Regions from separate parts of the Rattus norvegicus genome. Here region 2 is linked to region 1. A link is a contact called in public Hi-C data. All regions are on one chromosome and are shown on one strand. The core of a region is the stretch at or near the end of the contact, and the rest is flanking DNA. Distances in the headings are between cores, read along the strand shown.

Region 1 (7,312 bases), core at 1,490-3,989:
AAATAATTGTAAATGGTACCATCAGTTATTTTTAAAATTAAACAGAATTAAATAGTAAAGGACCAGTCATTTAGCACCTGCTTGTCTTTGGTCAAAGTCTATAAAAGACTGATAGGCTGTGCAGGTTGGAAGACTGGATGTGACCAGCTCTATCTGATGTCTGCAGAAAGGAGAGCCACCGAGTACACACTCGGTGAATGATTGAAGATACTTTTAATTCTACAATCTTTTTTTCTCTCTTGAAATTGCTGCCATGTTGAAAAAAGAATGACGAGGGGAGATGGCCAAGTGGGTAAGAACTGCTTTTCGAGCATGAGGACTTGTGTTAGGAATGTCAGCAGTCATGCACAGGGCTGGCAGGACCCCAGGCATGCCTGTAACCCTCCTGCTATGGCAGGTAGAGATAGGAGGACTGCACAGGCTGGCTGGCCACCACGCAGGTTCAGTGAGAGACAGGACTAAGTGAGCAAGGCAGAGAGTGATAGAGCATAGTGCTGCACTGAGACACACAAGCACATACACAATCAAATATAACACATAGCACACACACTACACATCACACATACCACACACACATCACGTCATACCACACACTCCACACCACACACACACACACACTATACATACATACCATACACACACACCATACACACATCACACACACCATCCCCCCCAACACACACCATATACACACCACACACACACACACACACCACCATACTACACATACCATACATCACACACATGCCATACACACACACTGCACACCGCACACACCACAGACACCACATACACACACATACATACACACACACCACATCACACCACACACACCACACTACACCATACACACACAGACGCCACACACACATACTGCACACACTCCACTCCACACACACATACCATTCACACACATACAAACCATATACCTCACCACACATGACACACAACACACACAGACCACACATACACACACCATACAACATACCATACATACCACACCATACACACACAACACACACACACCTCACACATACAACACAGACACACTACACACAACACATCACACCACACCATACCACACCACACTATACTCACCACACACATACTACACACTACACATACCACTCACACCTACATAAACACACAGCACACATACACCTCTCTCTCACACACACCTCTCTCTCTCTCTCTTCCTCTCTCTCTCTCTCTCTCTCACACACACACACACACATACACCATATACACACATAGACATACACACACACCACATACACACACACCTCACACCACACCACACCATACACACACACACCACATCACACCACACCATACACACACAGATGCCACACACACACACTACACATCACACACATGCCATTCACACACACCATAACACACATACAAACCATATACCACACCACACATAAACACACATACCACATACACACCACACACCACACTGATACCACACCACACACACATACACACACACACACACACACACACACACACACACACACACTGAACCACTGTCCACCTTATTTTTTGAGGCAAGATCTTTTGTTGAACCTGGAGCTCACTGAATGGGCTGGACAGACTGGACAGCACTTCAGAGCTCTGCCTCTGCCTCCCCAGTGCTGGGACTCCAGGAGCGTGAGGCTATGCTGACCTTACTATACACCAGTCCTAAGGATTTCTTCAGGACCTCCTGTTTGTATAGCAAGCTCTCGACCAACTATGCCATCCCCCCAAGCCCAGAAATGAAAAATTGTAATTTTTTAAGTTGAAAGTTTTGTTAGGAAGAATTATTATAAAATGTGTTACCATTTGCACAAGTTTATCATCAAAGAAATGGGAAGATAAAAATGCAATGATGGTGTATTTTATGAAAATAGCACTTTATAAAGCTTTTGTGTAAGTACATAATGAATTGTAGACACATTGCATAACCGATTATAAAGAGAAAAGTTCATAATAGCTAATTTACAACACCATATTGTACAAGAACACCGAGTGTTAGCACAGAATAGAGGCTAAGCGTGGGACGAAGCGGGAGAGCGATAGATACCCTATCTGTTTTGTTTTAAAGAACGAGGAGCCTGCATGTGCCACATTTTACTTGAAAGATGTTTGTAATGGTCACATCGTGAATTATGGTTCCCTCTGATATAGCCTCTCAAGTCACAAAGAGGGAAAACTTTTTAACTTTACAAAACAGTATTTCTCTTCCCTAAGTAGAAGTGGATGCGAGCGACAGGGTCTGGAGAGATGGCTCAGCAGTTAACTGTACCTGCAGGGGACTAGAGTTCAATTCCCAGCGCCCATGTCAGGCAACTGCCTCGAACTCCAGCTCCACAGACACACATGCACACCAATAAAGTGTAAACAGATCTTTAAAACATGAGCAATAAAACTTTTATGTCTACTGTACCAGGAAAGGTGAAAATTGCCCATAAATATTTGAGAAGAAAATTAAAGGATTTTACCATAATCAACGAGTTCAGTAAATGGACTGAATTTCTTGGCTTCCATTTTTATGCTGGTTTGTGTTTATTTTTTACAATGATCTCTAAGGAATTAAAGGATCCTCCTCAGCTTCCAGTGATGTCTGAGGGCTATCCTCCATTTGGTCTGCAGAGGGCGCTCTTGTAAAGAAAATATCCTTGCTAAGGCCCCCTGATAAGAATCTAGGCCAGCTTCCTGCTGTCTTTGTTGCCATGGAGACCACACTCCAGTGAGGGGCAATGGGTTCCGTGGTCCCGATTTAGAAATGTGTAACCAGCAGATGCCTTTACTGCCTTTGTTTCAATCTTTGCCCTTGCAGAGCGACTCAGACCGGAAGCAGAGCCGAGAAGTCCATGTTTGTCTGCATGGTTTTGTTTCCTCGGTACACATCTGTCCCCTGAGACGAATGTGCTGCCATAATGAGCCAGTGGAAAAGGCGTGAATTCATAGCTAGAAAAAGAAACGTGCTCTCCTCCAGCCAAAGAAACAATTCAAATTATTTTAAAGAAAAAGCAAGTGTTCTTATTAGACGCTTGCTTTTACTGCTAATGTAAAGTATATGTGATAACTACTTATAGTAACTGTTTGATCAACTGAAATGTCTGAGACATACATGCCAGGGTGTGGGTTTCTGTGGGTTTAAAAGGACTTATTTTGCTGTAGATTGGCAGTTAAGAGCCTGCATTTGAATTCCGACTGACCTGAATTCAAATTCCTTCTTGTCTTCTATTCTATCCTACTCTGTCTTCTTTATCTACACATTGGGGTTTATATGACCGCAGTGTAATTTAGTGCTCTCAACGGTGTGGCTAACACAATCAACTTCTATAGAGAAAACGTTGATCTGGGTTTACAGCTTGGGAGGATTCAGGACATAGGTGGTTGCTTTGGGGTCTTTGAAGCTGTGTGTCAGCCCCAGTGGGACCATGGGAAAGCAAAGCTGTGGCTAAGGAGCCAGAGAGATGGGAGGAGCTGAGGTCGCACCATGCCCTGAGTAACCTAAGGACCTGCCACCAGGCGGGTGTCTGATGGCATCTGTACTAACTCCCAATACACCATGCTGGGAGGCTTTGCTGGCCAGTTGTATGTCAACCTCACACAAGTCGTTGGAGAAGAGGGAACCCCAGGCAAACCTGTAGGGCATTTTCTTACTTGGTGATTGATGTGGGAAGGCACAGTCCACTGTAATGGTGGCATCCCTGAGCCAGTGGTCCTGGGTTCTATGAAAAGCAGGCTGAGCGAACCACCAGGAGCAAGCCAGTTAGTAGCTCCCTCCATGCCTCTGCCTCAGCTCCTGCCCTGCTCGAGTTCCTGCCCTCACTGTTTTTGATGATGAGCTGTCATACAGAACTGTGAATGAGATACCAAGCCCCCAAGTTGCTTTTGGTCATGGCGTTTCATCACAGCGATAGTGACCAGAAGCTCTTGATGCTACAGCATGCGTGCTCACACACGCGCTCACACACACACAAACACACACACACACACACTTAATTATCAGGTACAGTGTGTTAAAAGCAATGCAGAAACTGATAAGACTATTTAATTAACGCCTCCAAATTTCTTACAGCAAGTGAGCTTAGAACTTAGATTTGCTTTCTGTTGCTATGGTGAAACACTGGCCAAAGCCATTTTGGAGAGGAAAGAGCTTATTGAATCTTACAGATCGTAGTCTGTCACCGAGGGAAGCTGAAGGTAGAACTGAAGCAAAGACTATGGCTGAAAGCCGTTCAACTGGCTTGGCCTCCTGGCTTGCTCAGCCAGCTCTCGTATACAGCCTGGGGCCACCTGGGAGCAATAACTATGGGGTGCCAAACCCTCCCATATCAATTATCAATCCAGAAAGTGCGGCACAGACTTATGTACCATCAGACAGCCAATCGGATGAGGGCGTTTCCTTAACTGAACTTCATCTTCCCAGATGACTGTAGCTCTGGAAATGGGATATCCTGATCCCTGGTCCCTAGCTCTCATCGGCACACTCCGTGGCTTTTTTTCTTTTCCTCTTAGCACATTTGAAAGTCATACGCACCTGTGCGTTTTGAGGTGTGCTAGCTTCCATACTGTCCTGAGCACCATCCAAGAGAAAATCTCAGCATGAACATGGGACTTCCTTTGGAGTTAAATTTCCACAGAATAACCGAAACACCAGATAAGAACCAAATATCCACGGTCAGAACGTAAGCAGTGTGCTGGAAACAGATCTCATCCTCTCTGCCTGCATGTGAGCCACATAGAATCTTGTTTATAATGTGGGCATGCCAATGGGGTGCTTTCCTCAAAAGATAGAAATCTGTGGTTCCCACAAATCTAAGGCTTAGTGACACTAGCACCCCTGAGCTTCTGCAACAATGGTTCATGGAACTCTTATTTTAGTCCCAGATGAGAACAGAGGTGCAAATGAGTCTTCAAAGGTTCAAACCAGGGAAACCAAAAGGAAGCCAGAGCCACATTTGTGTTTGTGTTTGTGGCTTCTGTAAGCTCTGCACCAATTACTTGACTCAAATCTAAAGTACGTTTTTCATCAAAATAGTAATCTTTTTTTTTTTAAATCCAGTATGGGGGAGACAGAGGCAAGTGGAGTTGGAGGCCAGCCTGGTCTACATAGTGAGATCCTATTTCAAGACAAAGCTAAAACAAAAATAAAACAGCACACAAACAAAACAAAAATTCTTGTTCCATTAGCAGTAAGGAACATTCGCTTGTCACATCTTGCTCAGATCTACTCAGACAAGAAGCCTGCAGGTGTGGTTAACTAGGAGTATAAAACCTTGTGGGTTCTGCTTTAAAAATTAATTCATTTGATGTAGGTTTATATTTGATTCATGCTTGCTTTAACAATAAAGGCAACATTTTTGGCTCAAAATAGCTGAAGTGTATGGAGGAGGTTCCTATTCACGTTCATAACACATCAGACCTTAAAATGATTGATTGATGTGATAAACTGAGGTACAAAGAGGTTCCCAGCTGAGTGGCAGGGCTGGGTTGACACCTAAACCAGGCGGTTACCAGTGCTATGCTCTTGGGAATGTTCCAGAGCAGGTGCGGGCATAGGGTGGGAGAAGGCACCGCCAGGAGATACTGCTCTGCCTCATTTCTGGACAGCCGAGAGATGGGAGGAAAATCCCAGACAGCTCCCCTCAGACCTTTGGCAAAATTTTGTGGGTGACTTTGGGCAAGTTACTGACTCACTACAAACACTGTGTTGGGAGTTGTAGGGATCGTTAGTCTAGAGGCTGGAAAAGAAGAGAGAAAAAAACACAGATGCATATCCTCCGGGCTATTAATAGGCAGTTGGTAAACATGTATTAAGTGATGCCAACAGCTTCAGAACAAGGGTGTGTGCCTTTGGGTTGGAGGGGTTGGGGAAGGTAGGGCTCGAACCTTCAACTGAGCCTTGGGCCACAGGAAGGGCTTAGACCAAGTCTAGGTGAGAATGGATCATAATAGGGGTTTTTTTATAGAAAACAAACAGGAAAGGTTAAGCCCTTTGTCAGGAAATGAAAACCAGTGGGAGCTTTTATTTTAGAGTATAAGTTCTGTTCAGCCATGAGTGTTTACTACTCATTAGACACTGGGTCAAAACTGGAGACATGGCCGTTAGTCTGGAGACAGATGTGAGGGCATCTGGAATACCAGCTGCGAAGGGCAAACCTTAAGTTGATGACTATAAGCTAGTGGTAGTTTCGGAGCTGTGCAAAGAGAATTCAAAATTTTAGTAGAGAATGGATGACCAAGGAAATTAAACAGGATGAAGTGCTGAGAAGGGGGTAGGGTTTCAGACTTTTACAAGAGCTAAATGCCAAGGTCCCTCGGGGAGGACGGGCTCTGGGCAGACAGGATGATGATGGCAGCTATGAGGAAGATGGCTGGGGCTGCCCGACATTTGGAGATGTTGCAGGAAATCAACCTGTAGCTAGATTGTGACTATAGGTAAGAGGGTGGAGTTTCTCACAAGGAATGGCTTTGTTTTTTTAATTTCATCTCCAGAGTTTACTGCCTTTTTCCAGTGGGATGTTTTAAGCAGGAAAGAAGCAAAACGATGCACAGTAGAAACCCCTAGAGCGTCCAACAGTTCAGCACTCCCATTGATTCCATCCACCGAAGCTTGAGCAGTATTAAATGAGTACATGTTACTTGACACCGGAATGACTCTTTCCCGTGTCTTCTCTGCTGAGCGATGACAGACAACTTCTTTAGCAACCACTCTGTTCTTTTCATATTCTTGGAATCCTAGTGTTGGAAGGAACATCAAAAGTTCGTCACGTTTCAGCTCTCACTTGCTAACAGGATTGTGCTTAAACTGTCCAAGATGGATCATTTGTTGTCTGCTGTGTTCTTTGAGCTGAAAGCTTGGTGAACAGTCATCATCAGAATGGTGGAAGCCCATTGGCTACTCCCTACTTAGAACATGTTGTAGTCCCGCTGGTTTTCTACCCACTTAGCAAGAACATGCACACACAGTTGAATGTGGCTGAGTAGTCACCTGATATCCTGTAATGAAAATGGTAGAGTATGAAGAAAGGAAGATGTAGCTCCTTTAGAAAACAACATTTTTTGATCTATATTTTCGTATGTGCATATGAGCACATATTGTGCATATTTGTAAGTATACAGATACATGTACAGAGAATGACCTTGGGTACCGTTTCTCCTTGGGTACACCCTCTACCTTGTTTTTAAGCTTATCAATTAGGCTCTATATACCTCTGCTTCCCCAACACTGGGATTATAAGTGTTCTACTGTAACTGTTCTTTAAACTTGGGTCCTTGTGCTTGTGTATCAAGAACTTTATAGACAACT
Region 2 (7,547 bases), core at 3,789-6,288, 150 kb after region 1:
TGGAGTCAGTTGCCTTGTGACCACACCTCCTTATCTTGTTGGCTTGCTTCATATTTGGTCACAGCATGTATTTTTCTCTTCCCTTAGCACGCAGGCTTCAAACAGGCAGAGGTCATCCCTTTCTCCCACTGCTTGGCATCCCCAACATAGCTCTCAGCAGAGTAGGTATTTCACCCATCCCTCTTTCTGTCACTTCCCCAAGAATTCTTCCATTTCAGCATTTATTTCTGGCTTGTTCCATAAAATGGGATCACCCTTCCCTCTGTACTGTTGGAAACTCTTCCTCCAGATTTGGTTCCAACTAAAAACCAACATATTAGTTAATTCCTTCTTCCAGCCATTAATGTTCATTGTTATATGAATGCTTACTGTGCATAGGACAAAGAACCCAGTGCTTGCATTTATGGTTGCAGAAAACTTGGGGAAGGTGGTACAACACAGTCATAATGAGTGGGAGGATACACAGACAGTAGATAGGCCATGATAGGTCTAATATGGTAGACTAATAATGTAGCTCGATGCCAGAAAATGCGACTATGATAAAAGATGAAAGGTAAAAGACACTGGAGACCTAACAAAAAGTGATTAGAATGGGTTACACTTAAACGGGAAAATGTCTTAGAAGAGGTCATTTAGACTTAGGTCTTCAAGGAAAGGAAGGACCAGAATCTCAAGAACTGGACCCACACATGCATATTTCTACTTCCTAACATTTCCTACACTAACCAGTAAGACCCTGGTCCTATCTAGACTTGTAATGAATGTCCACTGGATAAATGAATGGTCGATGTCAAAAGGAGAAGCGGAGCCCGTGTGGAGAGAAAGCATGCGTGTTGTGCTTGGGGAACAGCAGGTTTCTTTTTCTGAACAGAGACAAGAAGTGATGTGTAAAGTGAAGGAGGGGGAAGAAAAAAATCAGGGGAAGAAGACAGACGTCTCTCCCAGGTTTGGGTTCTACCGGATAACGAGACACACCCTGTTGTCCACCCATTCATCTATTGATACCGTAACTATTTATTTAACCTGTGGCCTGTGCCCAGGCACGAGGCTAAGACCTGAGGATCCAACGTGGAGTAAAGCACAACCTCTGCTTTCAAGGATCTCGCAGACTTTCGTTGGCCGTGAACGAGGAAGTGGCGAGGCACACTCACATCCCTGGTAGTCCAGAGGATTGCTTTGTTCTGCAGAGAGCAGAAGTTTTAGCTAAAAAGAGCTTTGACATGGAGTGTGTCGTAATGGCAGATGATTTGAAGGCAGTGAAGAGGATTTAAAACTTAGACTTTTTGCCCAGAAGACTGCCTGGGATTTTAGAACGGCCAATTAAGCATCTATAGAAAAAAAAAGTTTATTTATGGCCATGCATGAGTCCCGGTCTGCTGGTCTCCTCAGCTTTGGATCTAAATCATGGGCTAGCAGTGAGGGGAAGACACGCTGAGTGTGTGTGTGTGTGGGGGGGGGTGGCCATATCACCTTTTCCTTGAACATATGTCCAGGGAGCCAAGATTGAAAATAGATTTTATTAGAAACCAAAGTCAGAAGATTTTGGGTTGAGAGACAAACCTCCAAGGGTCTGATGGTACAGGGCCAGCAATTAAAATGCAGACAGAAAAGGAAGATAGGAAGGGGATGAGGGCCTTTAATGACAGCTTCATGGGGAAAATCTTGGTTGATTGGTCTCCGACCTCTTCCAATTCTAAGATCCTGACCTGATTCAGAGATTTCTGACCTCACTTCCGAGTATCTAACTTTCCCCTTTTTTTCTTTGTTTCTCACTCTTTTTATCCTCCAGGATGATGGCCTCCCAGAAAATGAACATCAGCTGTCAGTAGCTGGCAAGATCAAGAAGCATTTCAACACGGGCCCCAAGCCGAGCAGCACGGCAGCTGGAGTTTCTGTAATAGCAGTAAGCATCTGAAATATCCACCTCGAACTTTTAAAAGCAGCCTCCCAAGAGACAGGCGTTCCCTGGAGATTCCTTCTGGAGGCAGCGTAGTGGGTCATTTCTTTAGACAGCAGTGGGAGAGAGAGAGTGTGTGCAGATTGTTTCCCTGGGTGCCTCATTATCCATCACCTCCAGGCTATCTGGCAGCATACATTAACTTCATGATTTATTCTTTTAAGAAAAAGAAGGGGAAAAAAAACCTCTCTCCCCAAACTGGACTCTATGGCAGTGTAACTTGTTGACACTCAGGTAAAGCATCCAGTGTCCTTTTGCTAGAACCTGGAAGGAAAGGGAAGCTGAGAGGGAGGTGACACAGCAGAGAGAGTCTGGAGCAATGTAGTCATCCATGTACACCAAATCCAGATGAAAGTCAAACCAGAGCAGAAAGCAAACACTGATTTTCAGAGAGAGAGCAAATTGCAGGAATGCCCAGTGAAGTCACATGATTTTGCTCCTTAGAAATTTGTTAAGTTGACAACTTTTGTAATTACCATTTTATTTGATGAGGATGCCCTGGCTTTATTTTCCCCTGTTCTACACACGCAGACATACACTAGGTGTAACTTGATAGCTTCTCTAACAGAGAAATACTTAAACCTCAAACTTCCTGGTGTCAAATTCTAGAGTGCACATAGACCAACGTCTCAAGTAACTTGAGTTTTTAACAATTTCCTCTTTGGCCAGAGTATGTATGCTTTAGCAACACACTCAGTGTGAGACCCACTCGGGCTGTTTCCCTTTTCTCAACAAAGACCTTGAGACAGGACGACTGAGGATCATAGGAGAGTATTCGCGCTGCGCTGCGGACAGCCCTGCTGCTCAGCTCATGCGCAGTGCGCAGTGCGCAGTGCGCAGTGGTCAATCTTTGTATGGGTGTTTCGGGGCTCTGCTTTTCTTCCTGGTTTTTATCTTGCTAGAGTGCCAAAGCTAAGACTCATGTAAGGGGCCACTTTGACAGTTAGGAGGCAGGTCTCCATCAGTAACTGTCTGATAGAGACCTCCTCATTTTGCAAGAGGCTCTTGCCGTTCGAATCTCACAGTCCCCCCGGGACCGTTTTTCAGTACATTGTGGGTGATGACAAGTGAGTAGACTGACGGTTATCCATAGAATGTAAACTCTTTGGGATGTTCCTCAGCTTCACGTTGTTCTTTTTGCCTCTCTTTATCTCTTTCCAAAACTCAGTGGAGGAAAAAAAATATCAACTGTCCTCCATATTTTCCAGAATGTCCACATTCTTTGTCATCAGCTAACGTCCGGCAGGAATGTTTGCAAGCCTCTGTCTCTTGGGGAAACAGACCTAACCAAAGTTCTATTTTCATAGATTTGGCTCCACTGGGCCACCATTTTGGAATGGGTGGGCAATACCATTGTCCACAAAAAGGAATGTTTCCCTGCTCCCTCTTGGAGCTCATGGCTGTTATAGAGAGTGTCTTTCCCACCTGGGCCATTTTTTTCCCCATAATTTCATTTTAATTGGTGTTTGGTTAAATTAGCCTTAGGTGTTGAGTAATGGTTTGTTTAAAGTGTTCTGGGAGTCCTGTAATGACTGTGGACAGAAACTTCTATATGATTTTCCAGTTAGCAAATGATACATCTTTGAGGGCAAATCTTATTTTAATTAGACACTGATAAATTCTGAAACCAAGTATTTGTGGATTTATTATAAACATCATCAAATGGCCACTGATATCTTTTCTAAGTATCAGGACTATACCATTTTGAATGTAAGTTTTCCTTTGTTTTTGTTTGTTATGCTGCTAGTCCTGTACACTATGCTGACCTAGAATTCACTATGCGGCCCCCACTGGCTTCGTTCAAACTTGAAGCCACCTTCCTGTCTCAGTCTCTTGACTGTGGGCCACTGTGCCCAGCATGAATGCTATTTTGAGTACAGAGGTCTCAGTTTATCACTGACTTGTTCTCCATGGTCATCAAACCACAGTGATTTACAGCCCACTCCCCAACACCCACACCCGTAACTCTGAATTACACATGAGTTGGGTGAGTCTTTACAGTGCTTTAGGCTTTACACAGCCCTTTGGCATAGTCTTTATGCTAGCCTCTGTCATTCAAATCTCAAGTATGAAAACTTGAGTGTCAAAAGAAAGGGACCACATGTGTGTGCCTTTTCCAGGATGCTTTTCCCACGCCAGCATCTCTGCTTTCTCCGAGGATTCCGGGAAGCTTCAGGGCATGGGGCGGAGCAGAGAATTAGAAGCTGGTCGTACGGACTGCCTTGCTTTTAGCTTTCAGAGTAACACAGGCAAATTCCACAAGCTTGTTTCTGATCCCAAGTACAAAGACTAAGCATTAGCAGCATTTTCATCACAAGAAAAAAACCCTAGCATTAAATACTGTTCCATTCCAAACTCTAGAGTATGGCTACAAAGCAGTGATCTTGTGAGGCAACACTTTAGGGGAAGGTGAAATAAACACCTATTATGACTGGTATAGTCTATAAAGGGCACTTGACAATTTAATAATTCTGGTTTTATTCCCCCATGATAAGAATGTCTTCAACACATATAACATGTTGATTATTTATTTTGATAAAGTAAAAAAATAAGTTTCCTTCAAGCAGATCCCCCCCCCTGAGCAAATATATGTTCCTGGGTGGCTGTGAAATTGTCTTTAAATTGTCTTTATCTATAGTCTTTTTCTTTTTAATTATGTGCACTCCTGGAATTTTTAAAAATTAGATTGAAGTATCAGTTCTTAGTTTTTTTTCCTTTTCTTTTTCTGGAAACAAATAGTCATGCCATTAATCTCTGCATGGGATTTGTCTTTCTATAGTCAGAAATCTACCTGGCACAGAGCAACACTGGTTATAAAGGAGTTTATGGCATGCTCTCTTTCTTGAGAGACAGAACAACAAAGGGGCAATATGGGCTCAGCCAGTCCCCTCTGTTCACAGGTGCCATTTCTGAAACACACGAGAACGCATGATCTGAAACACAATGCTCTTGTTCAGGTTGCCCCCTTTTCTGCCCTCTTTCTCAAAGGATGACTTCACACGAAGGCTCCACGAGAGTCCTGAGTTGGCTGGGAGAATAATTATCAACTGGGGCTCTTGGGGGTCATGGGGCCATTCTGAATGAAGGCAGGACGATGGAGCATTGTTGGTCAGGCAGTGTGGTCAGGGGAGCATCCAAGGCTGTCCAGGAAACTGAGATATTCTGCCTCTGATAAGGATTCCATTGTCCTGCCGGCTTTCATAGCAGTTGGGCAACGAGAGAGAGAGAGAGAGAGAGAGAGAGAGAGAGAGAGAGAGAGAGGAGATCAGAACGGAGAAAAGGAAACAAAAGGTTATTAAAATGCAGTTTATAGACATGAAGAGGAATTAGAGATGACATTTTAACGGTGGACTCTCTGAGAGCTGAGAGGGGGAGGGAGGCATGATTAGATTTGCACAGCTTGATGAAAAACCCACGACTGAGATGCCACTTCCAATTTTTCCCCCATTTAATGCTGTTTATTGTTTTAGTTGATAATTTTCCTAATGCTTTAACATTGTCCTTTTGTATTTTGCTCATGCAAATGGAGCATTTCAGTCTAATTGAACAAATCCATACTAATCAGCTAATAATTGTGGTACTGGAAAGCTTTGCTTCAATAGCCCCCCACGCCCTGCTCTATGGCAGTCCACCTCTAGATGGCACTAGAGAACTAGTAACCTGGCAGCCTCTTTGTGGCCAAACAACCACCTTCCAGAGAGCAAGCATGCTCCGATTTTCTTTTTCTTGCTAAAAAGGAAAGAAAAGAAATAATACATTTTTGAAGATTAAAGCCTCATGTTGCTTTCTCCGAACACTAGTATAGCCTAGTTTCCAATCAGAGCACCAAATCTCAGAGTGGTTTCTCGTTTAAATGCCTAGTGCCCCGGCATGCTTTTGAAATGCCTTTTGTGCATTAGAAGTAGAATCTGTCAGGAGTGTCAAATCCTTGAGACACTTGAAAGAACTCCAGAATCTCTCTTCCAAAGCAAGGTGCATCCTGGGTGGGCAGAGGGCTCAGGCCAGCAGTGGGACATGAGGATTGAGGCTTTTATTCTCAGGTAGCCAAAAGCTAACATCTTATTCCAGAATGGACAGTAGTGGGAACTTACCACATGTTGTATTTGCTGTGTCTTTTGTTAGTGCTAAGCACTTAACTGTACATACAAGCTTTTAACGTATACAGAAAGCTTTCTTCTTCCCATTTAATTTTATTTTCCCAAATAAACTATACTATCTCATCTCTTTAGTTCAGGAATATGAATATATATATATGAATATAAATGAATATATGTATATTCTCTTAAATCTAAATGCTTATGATTTTGCCCCTTTCAAACCTCATTCCTTTCCGCTTTTATTTCATAATTATAAAGCCTAGTTTAAGCCTACTGGATATTATTGGGGAGGGTGTCCCACCTGTGTATTCATGGTGACTCACAGTGGCTTCAGTTTAACTACATTTACTACTGTAAACAGAAGAAGGGGTGTTTATATATCTCTTGACACTGAGGGCATGGTTAAAAGCATATTCAAAAAGCTGTTTGACAGACAAATCTACCCTAACAAATTGGCATCCAGGATACTCGTAAGGGATTTGTGTTTCTTTATTTTTTTATTTTATTTTCAATGTGCAGATTGTGTTATTAGCTAGCTGCTCTGCAGACAAGGCCTCACCGCCATGTGTACGTACGTAGTTAATGAAGAGCTGGGACTGGAGTCTTAATTCTTGAGCACAATGTTGATCCACTGAGTTGCCCCATTTCTCTCTGCTCAGCTGGACCACGGGTTTACCATCAAGAGATCAGGGTCTTTGGACTACTACCAACAACCAGGAATGTATTGGATAAGGTATGAGATGGTGCAGCGCAACAGTCAGTGTTTCCATGGCAACGTGCTGGCAGTCTCCATCTACCAGTTCCTTCAGTGGATAAACATGTTTTTGATTTGTTACCCAGTCCATATGCTGCTTTATCGGTTTCATTTTAATCTTGATTGAGATGCCACACCCCTCTCATTCCTTTTTTTCACCCATTCTTCACACTGACATTTGCCAGCTTTCTTTCCATCGCACATGCTCAGTACCGACTCCCCCTTCCGGTTAAAAGGACAGTATATTCCGGGCTGCCGCCAAAGCCTTTGCCTGTTGTGGTTGCTGCTCGCAGCGATGATGTTTCCAGTGCTCTTCTGCCCGGTAATAAACGGAACTACAGCGGCACTTTAGTGTGTCTGCTATAGAAGTATATACTGTCATTTTAAAGTCACCCAGCCCAGTCTTAACCTTCTCGGATGATGAGACAATGCATTTACACCTTAGCAGTAGAGATGCCTCCCAGGACAGCGGGCTACAGAATGCATTGTGTGTGTTGGCAAGCTTGTGTTTCCAAGTTCTCCGCCTTTCCGTTTTGTTTTCGCTTTACCGTTTCCTTCCCTCCCCCACCCCCACCCCCGGCTCCCTCTATGTACTAGCTCCTGCATGAGTTTACTTTCTGAATTTCGTAATTGTCAGATTCTTTAGTTGGCTTATCTGCTTGAGCAAGGGGGCCTATGGGAAGTGTGACTTGTTTAACCAGCTTATGAATTCTGTCCCCCTCGTTTCCGATTCCAGTCA

The links. Hi-C and Micro-C count contacts between places; a contact is called where the count stands out from the background.
Region 2: a Hi-C map of Schwann cells shows a contact between it and region 1, with 7 times the contacts expected there. The contact joins two enhancer-like sites. A contact is called at or near these places in 3 of 12 Hi-C or Micro-C datasets (the A7r5 cell line, the Rat2 cell line and Schwann cells).

Annotation. Positions count from the first base shown.
Region 1 is chr2:141,694,477-141,701,788 of GRCr8, forward strand. It overlaps a transcript of Dclk1 not described here. Among named protein-coding and RNA genes, the nearest start is that of Dclk1, 85 kb to the right of the region's middle. Within about 2 kb of position 2,740, at least 40 of the 93 cell types and tissues checked have an H3K27ac peak or open chromatin away from gene starts, as enhancers often do. A contact at or near this core is called in Schwann cells, where this site is marked.
Region 2 is chr2:141,837,268-141,844,814 of GRCr8, forward strand. It overlaps Dclk1 (doublecortin-like kinase 1), which reads left to right. Exons shown (of 13, transcript NM_053343.3): 12 at 1,790-1,903. Among named protein-coding and RNA genes, the nearest start is that of Dclk1, 58 kb to the left of the region's middle. Within about 2 kb of position 5,039, at least 18 of the 93 cell types and tissues checked have an H3K27ac peak or open chromatin away from gene starts, as enhancers often do. A contact at or near this core is called in Schwann cells, where this site is marked.